2 separate regions of the Capra hircus genome follow, and region 1 is linked to region 2. A link is a contact called in public Hi-C data. All regions are on one chromosome and are shown on one strand. Each heading gives the region's core, a stretch centred on a gene start, on an enhancer-like site or on the middle of the called end of the contact. The rest is flanking DNA. Distances are from core to core; before and after follow the strand shown.

What was found. A called contact is a pair of places that touch in the nucleus more often than the background predicts.
Region 1: a Hi-C map of blood shows a contact between it and region 2, with 2.9 times the contacts expected there. The contact joins two enhancer-like sites. A contact is called at or near these places in 2 of 5 Hi-C or Micro-C datasets (both in blood).

Annotation. Positions count from the first base shown.
Region 1 is chr28:15,903,007-15,910,937 of ARS1.2, forward strand. CAMK2G (calcium/calmodulin-dependent protein kinase type II subunit gamma) reads left to right here. Exons shown (of 23, transcript XR_001917399.1): 11 at 906-989; 12 at 1,260-1,302; 13 at 3,804-3,866; 14 at 5,797-5,840. Among named protein-coding and RNA genes, the nearest start is that of NDST2, 24 kb to the right of the region's middle. Within about 2 kb of position 3,670, at least 1 of the 5 cell types and tissues checked has an H3K27ac peak or open chromatin away from gene starts, as enhancers often do.
Region 2 is chr28:15,857,696-15,864,953 of ARS1.2, forward strand. No RefSeq gene overlaps it. Among named protein-coding and RNA genes, the nearest start is that of CAMK2G, 14 kb to the right of the region's middle. Within about 2 kb of position 4,971, at least 5 of the 5 cell types and tissues checked have an H3K27ac peak or open chromatin away from gene starts, as enhancers often do.

The sequences.
Region 1 (7,931 bases), core at 2,420-4,919, 44 kb after region 2:
AGCCAGGATACAGCAAGAGCAGAGTAAAGGGATGAGCCACTTAAAATGGGTACTCAAGAATTGTGGGAATCGTATGTTCTGGGGGCATGTTTGTGGGCCCTACTCCCTATCATCCTGTATATCTCAGTAGCCCCTGAGACCATCTCTATATTAGGATATTATGTAATAATTGATGCTTGTATTGCTGACCCTGAGTCATCAGGGAAATGTAAATCGTGTCTAAGGGACTCTGTTTAAAAGTTAGCAGTAATACATTGAAGAAAAATTCCCATCCAGAATGGTGAAGAGAATTGATGCGTCATGGTAAAGATCCTCAGTTTCTCAGATCACAACTTCATTTAGGACCTTGTAGGGGGCCTGGAGAATCCCAGGGACCGGGGAGCCTGTTGGGCTGCTGTCTCGGGGGTTGCACAGAGTCGGACACAACTGAAGTGATTTAGCAGCAGCAGCAGCAGCAGCAGGGGGCTGCTGAGAGGAGCTTTTGGAAAGAATGAATGCTCTCTGTAGAGAGCAAGACCCTTTCCTGTTTTCTCACTGCCCAGAATCTGGAGTGCTTTAGGTGCTCACTAAATAGTAGGTGAAGGAATAACTGCGTGAGGATCACAACACAGAGAATACTCACACTTTCCATAGCCTCCATCCCCTAAGGAAGATCAGAATGCTCTCTCAGGCACCCTCATCCAGCATCAATTACCAGTGGTGTTTTCATGTTCAAATTATTGTCCTTACATAACCTTGAGTTTTGGGTAGAGCTTTTATTGTAAAAGCATTTTTCACCTCTATGACCTCATCTTATCTTTGGAGCAACTCTTGAGTGGCTGAGCACAAGGCCACTGATGCTGGGACTATGGTGAGGGGCAGAGGATGTGCCTGGGGGCTCACAGGCCTGTCTGTTTGGCTTCCAGCAACGGTCCACAGTGGCATCTATGATGCATCGTCAAGAGACAGTGGAGTGCCTACGCAAGTTCAATGCCCGGAGAAAACTGAAGGTGAGTTGTGCCTTTGGGCCAGGCTGCCAGCATCCTGAAATCATACCCTTTGGCAGTGTGCTCCCTGCCCCATCACAACAGGAGAGAGAGAGTGAATCTTCCCAGTCATCACCCCCATTAATCGGCCGACTGGGACAATCTCATGGCTGGAGCTGAGCTATGAACATGGTACCCAAGGAGGGCCCCTAGCCAGCAGTTGCACTCTGCCTGAGAACAGAGCGCGCTTCTGTAGAGCCCGATGGAATTCACAAGACCCTCTTCTTTTTCCAGGGTGCCATCCTCACAACCATGCTTGTCTCCAGGAACTTTTCAGGTATGTGTTCGGCTGTGCACTTTCATTCTTTGAGGTGAGTGGGTCAGGATGGGCCGTTCCCAGGTATCATGCCATCCCGATGCTGGGTATCTCAGGCAGTACCTTGACCAGGATGGTGAGGATGCTGTTTGGAGGCCCTGCTACAGCTGAGTCTTGTAACCTGAAATTCTGGGGGGCTTTACTTGACCTCAGATTTATGATCGGTGTTTCCTAGAACCTCACAAAGAGTAGCCTGCCCAGTCTTCCATTTATGCTGTCCTTGGGGATTCTTTTTTTTTGTTTTTCCCTTGGGGATTCTTAATTCTCTGAAGACTCTCAGCACTTTAAGATTTTAGACAGTCTCAAGGGCACTGGAGGATGTGCTTGGGAAAAGAAAGAGATGAGATAGAGTGAATCTTCCCAGTTACCCCCATTAATTGGCCGACTGGGACGATCTCTACGTTGTTGTGTCCAAGTAGCGATGACTAATAGAAATCATTCTAGATGTTTAAACCATTTACAGCGACTATGCTTAAAGTATTCTCTGTGATACCAACCGTAAAAATGAAGAAACAAGCCAGCAGGATGGAGGGAAAGGAACTTGCTTAAATTTGTATGCGGAATTGGGAATCTTGGGATCAATAATTTGTAAATCACACTTGACATTTCTTTTTAAGATGCAAGACACTCCACCTTCCCTCCCCCCCCCCCCGCCCCCGCCCTCATCATTGTTGGCCTTCAGTTGGGAAGCATTGTGGCTTTTCTGTGAGGAGAAGAGAGTAATGACAGGACTTAAAAGACTAGAAAGGTGTCTTCCCAACTTGCCTTTTCCCCTGGTCCTCCCTCCCCCACCCCCCCAGCCCCACTGGCTTGGTTCAGAACTTCCCCCTGCTTTCTCATAACCAGACTCCCGCCCTTGCTTTCCTTCTGCACAGCCATCGTGTGGGGGGGGGGGGGGGTGTGCAGGAGGCTCAGGTGGATGGCTTCCTGGGCAGAGATTGCTCCCTTGAACTTGAGTCCATAGGCCTGGCTCTAGTAGTTCCTGGTAACCTCCAGCCTTGCCTCTGGGGTTTCATGAACTCTAGACTGTGAGCCACAGGGCCCCGGAAGGTCAGGACTAGACAGTGAGCTGGGAGACTGTCCTCCTCAGAGGGACCTGTGGCCCTGGCTGGGGCTCAGTCTTGTGTTGTGGGCACCCATGAAGGAAAGGCTGTGTGTTGGATTCGCCTTGCAGATGGGGATAGGAGGGCGCAGTGAGCCACCTCCAGCAGAGGTGGAGCTGTTGCCCCCCTTGGGCCTCTGGTCGGCTACTTCTGCTTACAGAGTCTTTGTTCTGGGTTTAAGAAAGCCCTTTGAGAGGATGCTCAAGGGCAGTTCTGTGCCCACCCTAGAGTGGGGTGATCTGTTCTCTCTGAGTAGAAGAGACGTGAAACAGGCTGCTAGGAAATCGATAGCATGTGCCCGGCCATGAGACAGCCTCCGCGTCAGCTTCTTGTCCATTTCAGGAAATTGGTGTCCTAGTTTCAGGAACTCGGTCTCTGTTAGGACACAGCACCTTCCCTGGTCCCTAAAGAGCCTCCTGTCCTTGCTGCTCAGACTCTGTCTGGCCTTCATACTCACTTTGCCCTGGCTCAAGAGACCAAAAAAAAAAAAAAATGTTGCAAGCATTCCAGGATAACCTCTTCTGCCCTGACTCTGGGACAGGTGAAGACAGCCTGTCTCCAGAAGCTTCTGTAGAAAGAGGTGTGTACAGGTATAATCAAGAAGAAAGGGCACTTGGTGTGCTCCTTCAGGAACAAGTGAGACTGTTTGCTGAGTTGATCCCAGGTAGAAAGTTCAGCTTATCCCTGGATTGGAGCAGGCTGGCCAATGGTGAAATAGGGGCTTCTAGAATGTATTGCTTTAGCAGCCTTGATTTTCTTTCTGGGGGCTCATTTTTTGGGCATCTCCACCTTTGGAACACTGTGAATAAAGCCTTTCCTGGCCACCTGCCTTGAAGAGGGAAAGTGACCTGTGTCTCTGAGAAGCTGAGGGCTGTGAACTAGGGCCACAGACCCTCCCCGGGCCCCAGGTGGGCGAAGGAAAGGGCTGCCATCTGGAAATGCCCTCCTTTAGGTCCCCTCGAGAGGAAGGTCTGCAGATGAGATTCCGACTCCTCCCAGCCTTAAGCTGGGGCAGGGCTGCCTTGGAAAGGACAGCCACCTCTCTCCAGGTCAGGTTTGGGCCTGCAGACCTTCCACCCGAGGTGGTCATGGGACAGGTGGAGCCCTGGGATTTCCCCACGACCTGCCCGAGCCTGGCCCTCTCAGGTCCCCAGACTGCTGCAGGGCTGGCTGCACCTGCTCACCAGCCTGCCCCCGGCGCCTCCGCTCCCCCAGCTCGGCCGGCTTGGCCACGCCGCCCGGATCCTGCTGTGCGCGGCGGCAGCGGGTTCCTGCGCCTCGCGCTGGGGCATGCTCGCTGCTGACTGGCCCCCGTGGCTTTGCGGCAGCTCTGTGCACTGAGAGACTGTATCCCCTCAGTTGGCAGGCAGAGCTCCGCCCCCGCCTCGCCTGCCGCGAGCGCCGCCGGCCTGGCCGGGCAAGGTACGTGGCATGAGTCCTCCCCGACCGCCTGCCTCGGCTCCCTGCCACCCCACCAGGAGGGCCAGCATGCCAGGCCCGCTCACCAGGGAGGCGAGTCCCATGCTTGCGGGCTGAGATGGGCATGCCGGACGGACCACCTAACTTGGCATCTGCGAGCGCCTCGGTGTTACGGAGCCCCCTAACCAGCCGTGCATGCTGGGCGCTTGCCAACTCTCAGGAGGCAATAGCCTGGGGACGTGGAGCTGGGCAGCAGGAGGCTTTCCTCCCAACGCGCCGCCCGCCTGACAGCCTGGCCTACCTGTGAGGGCTGCGGCCAAGGCGACCCGAGACAACCCTGGCCTGGCCGGGACCTGCGCTGGGGGCCAGGACTAGGCTTCAGCCGCACTGGTAGGCCCCGCCCCGCCGCTGGGGCAGCCACGCCCCTCAAAATTATGAGGTCTGGCCTTGCAAGCCTCTGGGTCTGGAAGGCAATAGAGTGCAGAAGCTGTGCAGACAGCCGTCCCTGGTTTTGGATCCTAGCCTTGCCTCACCCTGAGCAAGTCACAGCAGCTCTCCCATCCTTAGTATCCTCATCTCTCCAATGGAGCTAATAATATAACAATTAAAATCATTTTTGGCTAAGGCTCTCAACGCTGCCTGTAGGAGAAGACTTGTCCAAAAAATATATTCCTGTGGCTGAGACCCCACCCCAGATAAATAAAATCAGAATCCCTAAGGCATGGGATAGGTATAAGCTTTCCCCCCACCCCCAAATTCCCAAGTGATTCTGATGTACTATCAGAGTTGAGAACTTTGATGTATGTAAAGCACTTAACACAGTGGCTGGTCAGGCATAGTAGTAAGCGCATTAAAAATAATTTTTTTTCAGATCACCCCAGCATTAACTGGAGATAGGACCGAAGTCTGTTTTGGGAGGTCAGAGGAGTTGTGATTCTCACGGGAGACCCAGATTGGGTAGGAATGGCCACCTGAAGGGAAGAATGGCAGCGGTAGTGACAGTTGTTACCACTTGCTGAGTGCTTGCTATGTGCCAGGCACTCTGCTAAGTGCTTTTCATGCCACGATCCCATTTTATAGATAAAGAAACAGGTTCAGAGAGATTAAGTAACTCACACAGCTAGCAAGCAGTAGACCCTAGATGCAAGCCCATCAGAGTCAAGGTGGACAGACAGTTGGACTGATTCCATCTCCCTGGAATCTCCCATCCACTGCCTGCCACCTTCCTGTGGCCTTTGTGGCCAACAGACATCGCCATCCTTCCTAGTGGAGCTCATCAGCATCAGCCTGTCCCTGGCTAGAGTCTGTCTGCCCAGTCCTTTCTGCTCAGTGGATCCAGAGACTAGACTCTGAGGAAAGGGTGGCATTGAGGACCTGCCCAGTCAAGGCTTCAGCCCCCCGGCAAAACCCTCCTGTAGGTGGTCCTGGTCTCTGTGTCTGTGTCTGTCTGTCTTCACGTCTGGTCTCCTCCGTGAACTGTGCCACTCTTGTTTCTTGAGAACACTCAGGAGATGTCTTGCATCCTTGCAGCTTGGCCGTCCTGAGAATTTCCACGGCATCTAGGGGTGGAGCCCTCACCTTTCACCCTGGCACTCTGCTTCCAGGCCTAGGTGGAAGCTGTTGAAGGCAGAGTTCCCAATCGCCCAGGCAGCCCCAGTGTTGACTGTGGTTTTCTCCCAAGCCCGGAGTGTCCTTGTTTCTGCTGAGTCCTCTTCCATGGCAGAGGAGATCCTGGGGTGCCACCCTGCGGATCTGACGCTGCCTGAGATGCCCTTCTTGCTTTGGGGCCTCAGGAAGGGCCTCATTTAGGGGTTTCAGGAGACTCTTGGCCCCTTTGTCAAACATGTCAGTCTCTTGCGGATCCAGCTGCCAGACTTCAGGTTGAAGAGAGGGTACAATGCAGGAGACTTGATTTTTCTCTTTGTTTTCACAGCTGCCAAAAGCCTATTGAACAAGAAGTCGGACGGCGGTGTCAAGGTAGGTGTCTCCACTCCTGCAGCCCAAGTGTGGCCCCTCTCCCTGAAAAGTCACTCCTGGGACTCCTTGGCACTTTGTCTCCCCTTTCCCCAAGAACCTCCCTATCCTTGCTTTTTGCTTTAAGCCAGAAACCTCTGTGCTCAGAACAGCAGGTTCCACTGGCCTGGGAGGGCAGAGGGATACGTGCTTCACCTGACCCTAGCTTGATTGGAAAGACTCAGGGGAGGTGATTCAAACTATAGTTTGCTAGGACTGAATCCTGAACTTGACTTCCAGACACAGGTTTTATCTCCAGGGCTTGACTCTCTGGGTTTTTTAGGTTATTGGTTAATCTTATTTTCTTTTAAAAGTAGAAACCCATTTAATCAAAGGAAAACAAAGTTTGCCTGGTTGACTCAGGGCACAAGGCTTGGCACCTGAAGCTACTATCCTTTTTCTCTTTTTTCTGATCTCCAAAGCACTTCCAGAACTCAGCTCAGATACCGTTGAGGGAAAGCTTCTTGAACTGTCTCAAGGCATAGGTGCCTTAGAAACAGGCAAGGGACTTGGTTATCACAGCTCATCTTCATTTGGTGAGGGAAACTTTTCTGGGGGATCAAGGCAAGAGGAGGGACCAGGCCCCATAAACAGGAAGTCTCAGTGAGGGTGGCTGCTTGGCCAAGGTAGAGGGGTCCACACAAAGCTCAAGGTATTCTTAGATGCTTTGGGGCCATAAAGCGCCCTGGGCTGGGGAGATAGATAGGAGTTCATGCTATCTTGAAACCTACCAACTTATATGGCAGAGAATTTCAAACCATTATCATGCAAACCTTTAAATTAAGACGTAAGTTTAAATTAGACTTTTCCCTGGGGTCTTATGTTCCCCACTGAGATAGAGCTGTGCCCCTTTCCCTGCCCCCATCCCTTCCTTTCTCTCTCATTCTTTGCATGCCTGCTTCCGTGTACTTCTGCCCTAAGGAGGGGAGCTTGGGCTCCACACACACCTGCTGACATAGAGCTGGGGTTGATTGGCAGCCCCTCAGTTTCAGGGTTGTGGACTAGATGGTGGAGCCTAGTTAGGGAAAAGGTGTGTGTGTGTGTACTTAGTTGCTTAGTCGTGTCCAACTCTCTGTGACCCCAGGGACTATAGCTGCCAGGCTCCTCTGTCCATAGGTTATCCTGGCAAGAAAACTAGAGCGAGTTGCCATTTCCTCCTCCAGAAGATCTGCCCGACCCAGAGATTGAACCTGTGTCCCTTGCATTGGCAGGTGGATTCTTTACCAAGGTGGTCAGTTTATTTAGAGATTTTGCATGTGTCTTTCTGGAGAAGAAGCTAGAATCTGTCTTCACAAAGTGTTTATTAAATACCTATCAGAGGCTCAGTGCCAGGGGCACATAAGAGGTATAAAGAGGAGATGCAGATCGCATTCAGTCTCAAGAGGTTGCAAGGTTAATTGAAAAGGAAAGTGGACACAGCTGGGATCAGCTAAGCACTGAATGGTACATGGACCCTACAAGGGATGGTTCAGTCCAAGAAGCTTCTGGGAAGAAACTTACTGGAGAAAGCTACAGGATGTAGGGAGATTGGACCCAAGTCAGTGATTGCCTTTAGAAAATGGAATTGGAGGCAAGGGTAGGATGGGGAGACACACCATTATTTATTTTTTTTAACTTGTACACATGTTTCTTTAAAATGGGAATATATTACTTCTGTAACTTAAAAACAACAAAAAGTATTTTTATAGGTTCTATTATACATGTTGATGTTCTCTGCTCAACTGAAACATGGAATATATGGTAAAGGGATACAGAAAACACAGCTGGATTGGTCTGGTTGGGCAGAGAAATTGGAGGTTTGTGTGTTAGACCACAGGAAACACCGTAGGCCGCTGAGCAGGGAAGGTTAAGAGTGATGTTTTCGAAAGACTTGGCTGAGTGTGTAAGGGTAAATAGAGGATGGTAGTGTCAACCACAAATTGGCACTTGCCATTGGTACTTAGCATCTACCTCTACAAGGATTAAATCATATGCTGCTACAGCTACTAATTTTCAACACCCCCTGGAAGGAGTTCAGGGTGGAGAGCTGCAACGAGGCACTCTATGCTCTGGTAG
Region 2 (7,258 bases), core at 3,721-6,220:
CAGTCCTACCAAGGCTTGATTCATTTTTGACACAGTTTTGGTAATCAAACACAACACTCTGGAATTGGCAATGCAGCCCAGAAGGTGGGAACATGGTTGCAGGACCCAGGCTCCTTGCCGCTCCTTGCTGCCATCTCAATTCTTTGTAAAGGTTGACGTGAACTGCATTTAAGGTCAGAAAGACTTGGGTTCAAATTCTGTCTTGCCCCTCATTGGCTGTGTGACTTTGAGCAAATTACTTAACCTCCAAAAGCCATGATTTCCTCACTTGTAAAATGGGGTTATAGAACTCCATAGCCTTGTAGTGCGTACTAAGTAAGATAACCACATGGAGAGAGTTTTTCACTCGTCACAGAGAAACTGCCCAGTAAGTTAAGGTAATTATAATTATCAGCACTACTATTAATACCCTGAAGTCTTTGATTATCTAGGATTGCTTTGCCACAGTGGAGACCATATGTGGAACTTCAGTAACCCACACTATAGGAATAGCCCTGAATTTAGACCAGGAAGACTGGAATTTCATCTGGGTTCCCTGATTTACTAGGTGTGTGACCTTGGGCATTTTTCAGAGTCTCAGTTTTCTCATTTGTAAAATAGAGATGATTACATAGAGTTGTAAACATCAAATTAAATAATCTGTATAAAATTTCTATAAATAAAGCCAAAAGAGCATAGATGTATAATATGATAATATATTCAAGATCAGAAGCAAGGACGTGTCTGGGCCAAGGTTAGGGTCAAGATGAGAGTCAAGGTCAGGACTGGCATTAGGGCTGTAAAAACAACTGGGATCAAGATCAGGGCTAGAATTGGGTCAAAGCAAAGTTCTGGGTTAGGGTAGGAAGGGAGTCATGAGCAGGGTCACAGTAGGGAGTTATGTGGAAATTTTGATTTCGCCTAGGAATCCAAGCCAACAGATGGTATGCACTGTCTGAGCCCTAAGGGCTACAGCAGTGTTGTGCAGTGACTCACAGGTGGCTGAGCTGTCTGGGATGAGGCTCTAATCCAGAAATCTTGATCTGGGGGAGAGTAGAGTGTGAGATTTACTGTAGAAGTGCAGGCCTTTAGGGAGACTGTTCAATTGCAGTAGTTCAGCCACGTCCATGCTTTCATCAGTTCTCCTCCCAAGCAGGCAGATCATTACACCACATTAAGTTTCAGCCTATTTCCAGGTGCATTTCCTACAGTTCTAGTCCTTGAAGTTCTGATCATCCTTTCTCCATCATCCATCCATCCATCACCCATCATTCCACCATCTATCACCCATCATTCCACCATCTATCACCCATCATTCCACCATCCATCCAACAAACGATTATTGAATACTTACTGCATGTTAAGCATTTTGCTAGACTCAAGGGTCCAGCAATGATGGAGGCAAGCATCTTGTCTGTCCTCATGGAAATTCAATCTAGAAGGAGAGACAGATAGTACAGTGGATTTCCATCTTCTGTGTGTGTGTGAGGTGGTAATAGATTCTAAAATAAGTTCATGAGTCAAAGATTGCAAAATTATTCCTGAAGATCCCTTAATTCACCAGAACCTTGACATTTAGAGGCACAAAAGTCAAGCAATAACGTCTATTTCTCTTTGCACTTTGTTCATGATCCTGGGGCAGTAGGTGCCAAGATCTGGTTTTAATGATGGAAAGTGACTTTAAATAAAGTAATTTCTTTGTTTCTGGCTCTTTTAGCTGAGTATTTATAGTCAGGTTTACATAAGTTAACTGCATGAACGATGGGACTCCAGTGTAAATACAAATTTTACCAATAAATATGTAACCAGGCTTCCCTGATGGCTCAGACAGTAAAGAATCCCCCTGCAATGTGGGAGACCTGGGTTCAATCCCTGGGTTGGGAGCATCCCCTGGAGAAGGGAATGGCTACTCACTCCAGTATTCTGGTTGGGAGAATTCCATGGACAGAGGAGCCTGGCAGGCTATAGTCCATGGGGTTGCAAAGAGTCAGACACAACTGAGCCAGTTTCACTTTCATGTAATTATTGTAAATATGTTAAAGAGCAACACAGTGCATTATAAGAATGTATGGTGGAGGACATAACCTAGTAAGGGGTGGAGGGATGAATGATATGGAAGACTTCACTGAGGAAGTGAGGTAAGTCGTAAAAGGGTGAATATGAGTTAGTCTACCTTAAAGAGTAAAAAGAACTTTCCAGGCAGAGGAACTGACCTGAGGCAGATGAAAGCCAATCAGTTTGGAGATGTTGAAGAGATAACCAAGGCCCTCCCCAAGTCAGTCCCCAAAGTGAGGGTCTGTTTCACATGCTCTGAATCAGCACGTGTAACAACATGGAGGTAAGGTGGTCTAAGACTCAGCACAGAGAAGTTAACAATTCAGAGTACAGGGCTACAGAAACAGAAGTAATCAGTCAGCGTCTGTTGGAATCACTGGGTTAGCTTCCCACAGGGAAGCTGGAAACAGAGACAGTGGGATTCACAGCCCACACATAGACATAAACCAGAGGTCACAAACACAAAAGCTAAAGCTAAGCAGGTAACGTAAAGAGTGAAGCAGGCTGAGGGTAGGATGTTGGGGTTGGGCGGGGAGTAGAGACTCTGGCAGCCTGGAGACTTCTTGTCTCCTTTAAAGGAAGCAACTGCTATTCAGCTACCACGAATTGTTGCCAAGAAGGAACTGAGGACCAATTTTGCTAGATCTTCCCTTTCGCAGCAGTTGTCAGTTTCATCTTCCTCTGGCCTTTGGAGCCCACTCCTGGACTATGGCTCAGAGGGTAAAAGCATCTGCTTGCAATGAGGGAGTCCTGAGTTCGATCCCTGGAGAAGGAAATGGCAACCCACTCCAGTACTCTTGCCTAGAATTCCATGGATGGAGGAACCTTGTAGGTTACAGTCCATGGGGTCGCAAAGAGTTGGACACGGCTGAGTGGCTTTACTTTTACTTCCACTTCCCTACTGTACAGCAGGCTGGATATTCCCCAGGAATTAACACCACCAGTACCCCACCTCCCCCACACAGTAGCAGCTCCCAACCAATGAATGACTGATGGGTGCAGTGGATAAATATACTATGCCCTTGCCCCTCAGTTGAGATAACTTTGAGACACGTGTTCTACACTGTTTCCCTGAGTTCCCTGGGAAGAATTAAGCTCCATATGCCCATATGGTAATTTCCTTGATAACTTGCCCTGGATCCCTTCCTTCCTCTGTCCCACCTCTCCATGACGGGACTTTCCCAGGATTGCTTTCCAAAATTAACTACTTGCAACTGAAGCCTTGTCTCAGGGTCTGCCTCTGGAAGAAACCAAGGACACAAAATGTTAAGAAAGATTTGAAATGCAGATTTTTATTTATGTTAAAACTTTCCAGTTAGAATTGTGCATGTCAACAAAAACAGGTTTAAGGGTTGGATTTAGCCAACAAACCATCAGTTTGGGATTCCTGATGTAAGCTAAGACTTCATCAATCACCCAGGAAAGGGAACCTGTTTGCTAAAGGATGTTTAAGAAAAGAGTTGAGTGAGAAAGTTCCTAAGGGTGGAAACCCATGGCAGGTGGCAGTGACTGCTTAAAATACGGGGAATTAGAGGGGGGTTGGGCAGTGCTGCGGCAGCTGGAATGGCAGCTCCTGCCCACAGCTCCCTGAAGTGTGCTTCCTCATTTGAATGTGCCGGCAGCCACCACTCCCACCAGGGTAAATCACATGAAGGCCCCATGGGAAGTCTCAGAGCTGCACAGCAGGCCCAGCAGCCGCCTACACCAAACTGGTTCTGCAGCAAGAGTGACAAGCCCGAGCCTGCCAGCTCCAGGGTCCTCAGAATCACACTCTCCTGGTTCCCAGTCAGCAATCCACCCCAGAGCCACGAGACAGCTGCTGCTCTGCACCATCTTGGTCCAGCTCACCTGGCCCCCTGGTGCAAGGAGAGGTCCTGCGACTGTGTGTGAGGAGCTGATGCAGGAAGCCGAGAGCCCCTTCTTTTGGCACTTCTCACCAAGCCAGCTTGCTGGTAGTCATCCAGCTCAGGCACCCAAAGTGCTGACTGGAGGCACTGTCATCCTGGTGCTGTACAGAGGAAGACACACCAGGCCCCGGAGGGCAGAGGGCTCTGCCTGGCTGAGATGCCCAGACAGGTCCACGGGTGACAGGCACCACCTTACGCCAAGCCGTCTCCAGCAGTGTTTGCAGAACCTGTGCTATTTTAAGTTCTTTTGTCATCACTGCAAGCAAAGTGGACTGAGGGAGTCTGATTAGAAGGGAAAGAACCGGTTTAACAGAGCTGGGGTAGTGGGAGCTGCATCCCTGAGCTGGCAACCTAGAGCCAGGCAGAAGAGCTCAATGCTTCTTGGGCTCAGGACTCAGTTAGGTGTCAGCACTGGCTTCTGAGCAACTTGTCCAACAAAAGAGCAAAGAGGAAGACTCTCAGATTCAGGGCCTAGTGGCTACAATGACCAACACAGGAATAACCATGACACCAATAATACGCTATAAATGTGCTTCCCAGTTTATGTTACCTTCACGGATGTGATCTCATTTCATCCTTACTGCAGTCCCATGAGGCAGCAGGTATGATTTGTCCCACCTTAAATAAAAGGAGTCTAGGATTCACCAAAGTAAGTGACATGCCCAAGGTCATCGTCAACAAAGTGACAATGAGTTGCCTGAATCAGTTGCAGAAGGGAGTTTGGGAACCTAGACCTGTACATCTAGAGGTCTTTATAGAGAGAGAGGAGTATAGAGAGAGAAGGGGAACCTTGGCCTTCTGTTGGTGGCCCCAGGAAATGTGGGGCTTAGTGCATCAGTGGCTGAGGGATGGACCTGCCCCACATCTTGTGGGTGGTCTGGCACTACAGGGTGGTCACAACAGGCATCAGGGCAGCTCCATCGTCTCTCTTAGGTGTCGGGGTCAAAGGGTTTTTCTCTCCCCTCATGCCGCCCCACTGAGTCAGCTCTCTGGCATCGCCCTGGCATGTCTTGGGCCCCATGCCCAGGCAGTGAGGAGGCACTGGCAGATTGCCCCAGGGAACGCTGCTGTCTTAAGCCAGTTCCCAGTTAAGGCCCCCCTTCTGGAGGGCAGTCCAACAATGGCCGGATTGGGAGCTGCAACTTATAGGCAAAGGATGAGTCTCCCTCATCCCTGGATTTCCTGGCATAGGTGGCATTGGGAACTTGCCTTAACCTGAGGGCCGCAGCCCAGGAGGGGATGTGGGGACCAAATGCATTTTACAGACTGGCTGTGCCAGGCTTCTAACCAGATCCCTGCTTGGGTTTCTGGTCACATCCAAATAGCTAGGGAGGGAGTTGCTTTTGGACAGAAAAGGGGAAAAGAGAGCCAAGACTCCAGCCTGAAGCTGCCTCAGCTGTTTCTGGGACTCTGACTCAGAAGCTGCTTCTCAGGAATGTTGAGCACATGGGCCTCTGAGCCCTTGTCCATGCACAGCGGAATGAACAGCTGGAGTGTGGGGAATGTTTCACCCTTCTTCGTCTTCTCTAAGGATGCCTTTTCCAGAGAAACTTCACCACTGGGCAGAGTGAGGGCTTATCCTTAGCCTGGTCACTTTGTCCATGAAGGAAAACTCCCCCACCACCAGGGATCAACCCTGACAATGACTGCCTGCAGCTACCAATTTGCCCTTATCAAAATGCTGCATTGCCTGGGTGTCTATCTCTACCCGTCTCTCTATCTACTTAACTCTGTTGCAATTTCCTTAATCTCATGTTTCCTGGTTTAAAAAAAAACAACAACAAAAAATGTGCCCTGAACATATTATTCATCTGGTAAATATACTGATTTGCTGATAACCTGAGGACCAGGAACAAAGAAAAGAAAGAGGTAAAGAGAAAGCAATGAGAAAGCCAGAAGTCTGGGTCACACTCCAAAATCTGGGGAATCTACTTCCCTTCCCAAGCAAAGCTCCTAGGCTGCTTGGAGAAAGGAGACCAGAAAGGCTGTGGTGATGTGCCCTGGAACTTCCTTGCCCCCAGACACCCTCAGATGTGCTAGAAGCCACTGGGAACCCTTCGGGGGCCCTGCAGCAATTCTCCAAATACAGGCAAAGGTTCTTTTCTCTGTTTCTTGCCTTTATTTCCTTTCTCTGGATTAGGTAGATATCACATAGGTTGATCCACAGTGAACTGAAGACACAAGGAAAACTAATCCTGGAATTTAAACCATGTTCGCAGCTTATTTTTAGATTTTATGTTTAATTGTCTCCTTAGATCATAAGAGCAGGGAGGGCAGGAACAGAGTCTGTCTCGTTCACCGAGGTAGATCCGGAGTCTGGGACACTGCATGGTACCGGGCAGGAACTCAGTAGGTTGCTCCATATACATTTCTTGATTTGGCTAATTCAGGGGCATCTAGAACTACTTGTTGCTTCGCCTGCTATCTAGCTGCCATCAGCAACTTTTTCTGGAGCTAACTTGTCCCAGGTCTGGGAATCTGATGACCTATCAGAAGAAACTGAAGCCAGAGACACTGATAGGCCCTCTCTGCGGCCTTGGATTCTAGAACAGACTTGTTGTTGGAAATGACTCCTACGGGTGGGGTCGACTGAGCAAGCCACAGCCCTGCTGGCTCTCTAAAAACCAGGCCTACCGCGGCCTCTAGTGGACAAGCAGAATCACTGCCTTTTTGGGGTAGAGGTCCAACTTCCACACCTCTCTGCCCCCAGGATCGCCAGGTTCTCCATCCTTAGACTCATGGTCAAGAGTACACAAAATGGCACCACTACCAAGAAAATGGACCATATCAGAACCATAGACCAACCATCCTTGTTGTATTTTGGGGTCCAGCAGGACATTCAAGTGGGAATATCTGATGTGTGATCATCTGTAACTCAGGACTGGGATCTAAGAGCCTTGGGACCTGCTCTGGAGTCCAGAAAGTTGGACCTTGGTCCTTCCTGAGGCCATCCCTGCCTGACCTGTAAGCATATCCCCAGCCAGACACTATTTTCATCTGGCTGGTTCCTGTTCCTCTCCTTTTCATGCCCTCCCCTGACCACACAGTCGCCCAAACATCTGCCAGGCCCTCCGTATCTCAAGACCTGATTCAAATTCACTTCTTTTTTTCTCCTCAGTTCGCTGACCACGGATTGAACCCTTGAAGCCGGGCCGTGGCAGTGAAAGCCAGAAAACTAACGTTTAGGCCACCATGGAACTTCCTGCATTCTCTTCCCTGCCAGCAATGCTCTCCCATCTCCACCCCTATCTGCCAACATCCTTTCCCTTCTTCTTTCTCTTCCATTAAGTCTTTTCTGATTATTCCAACTGATCTGA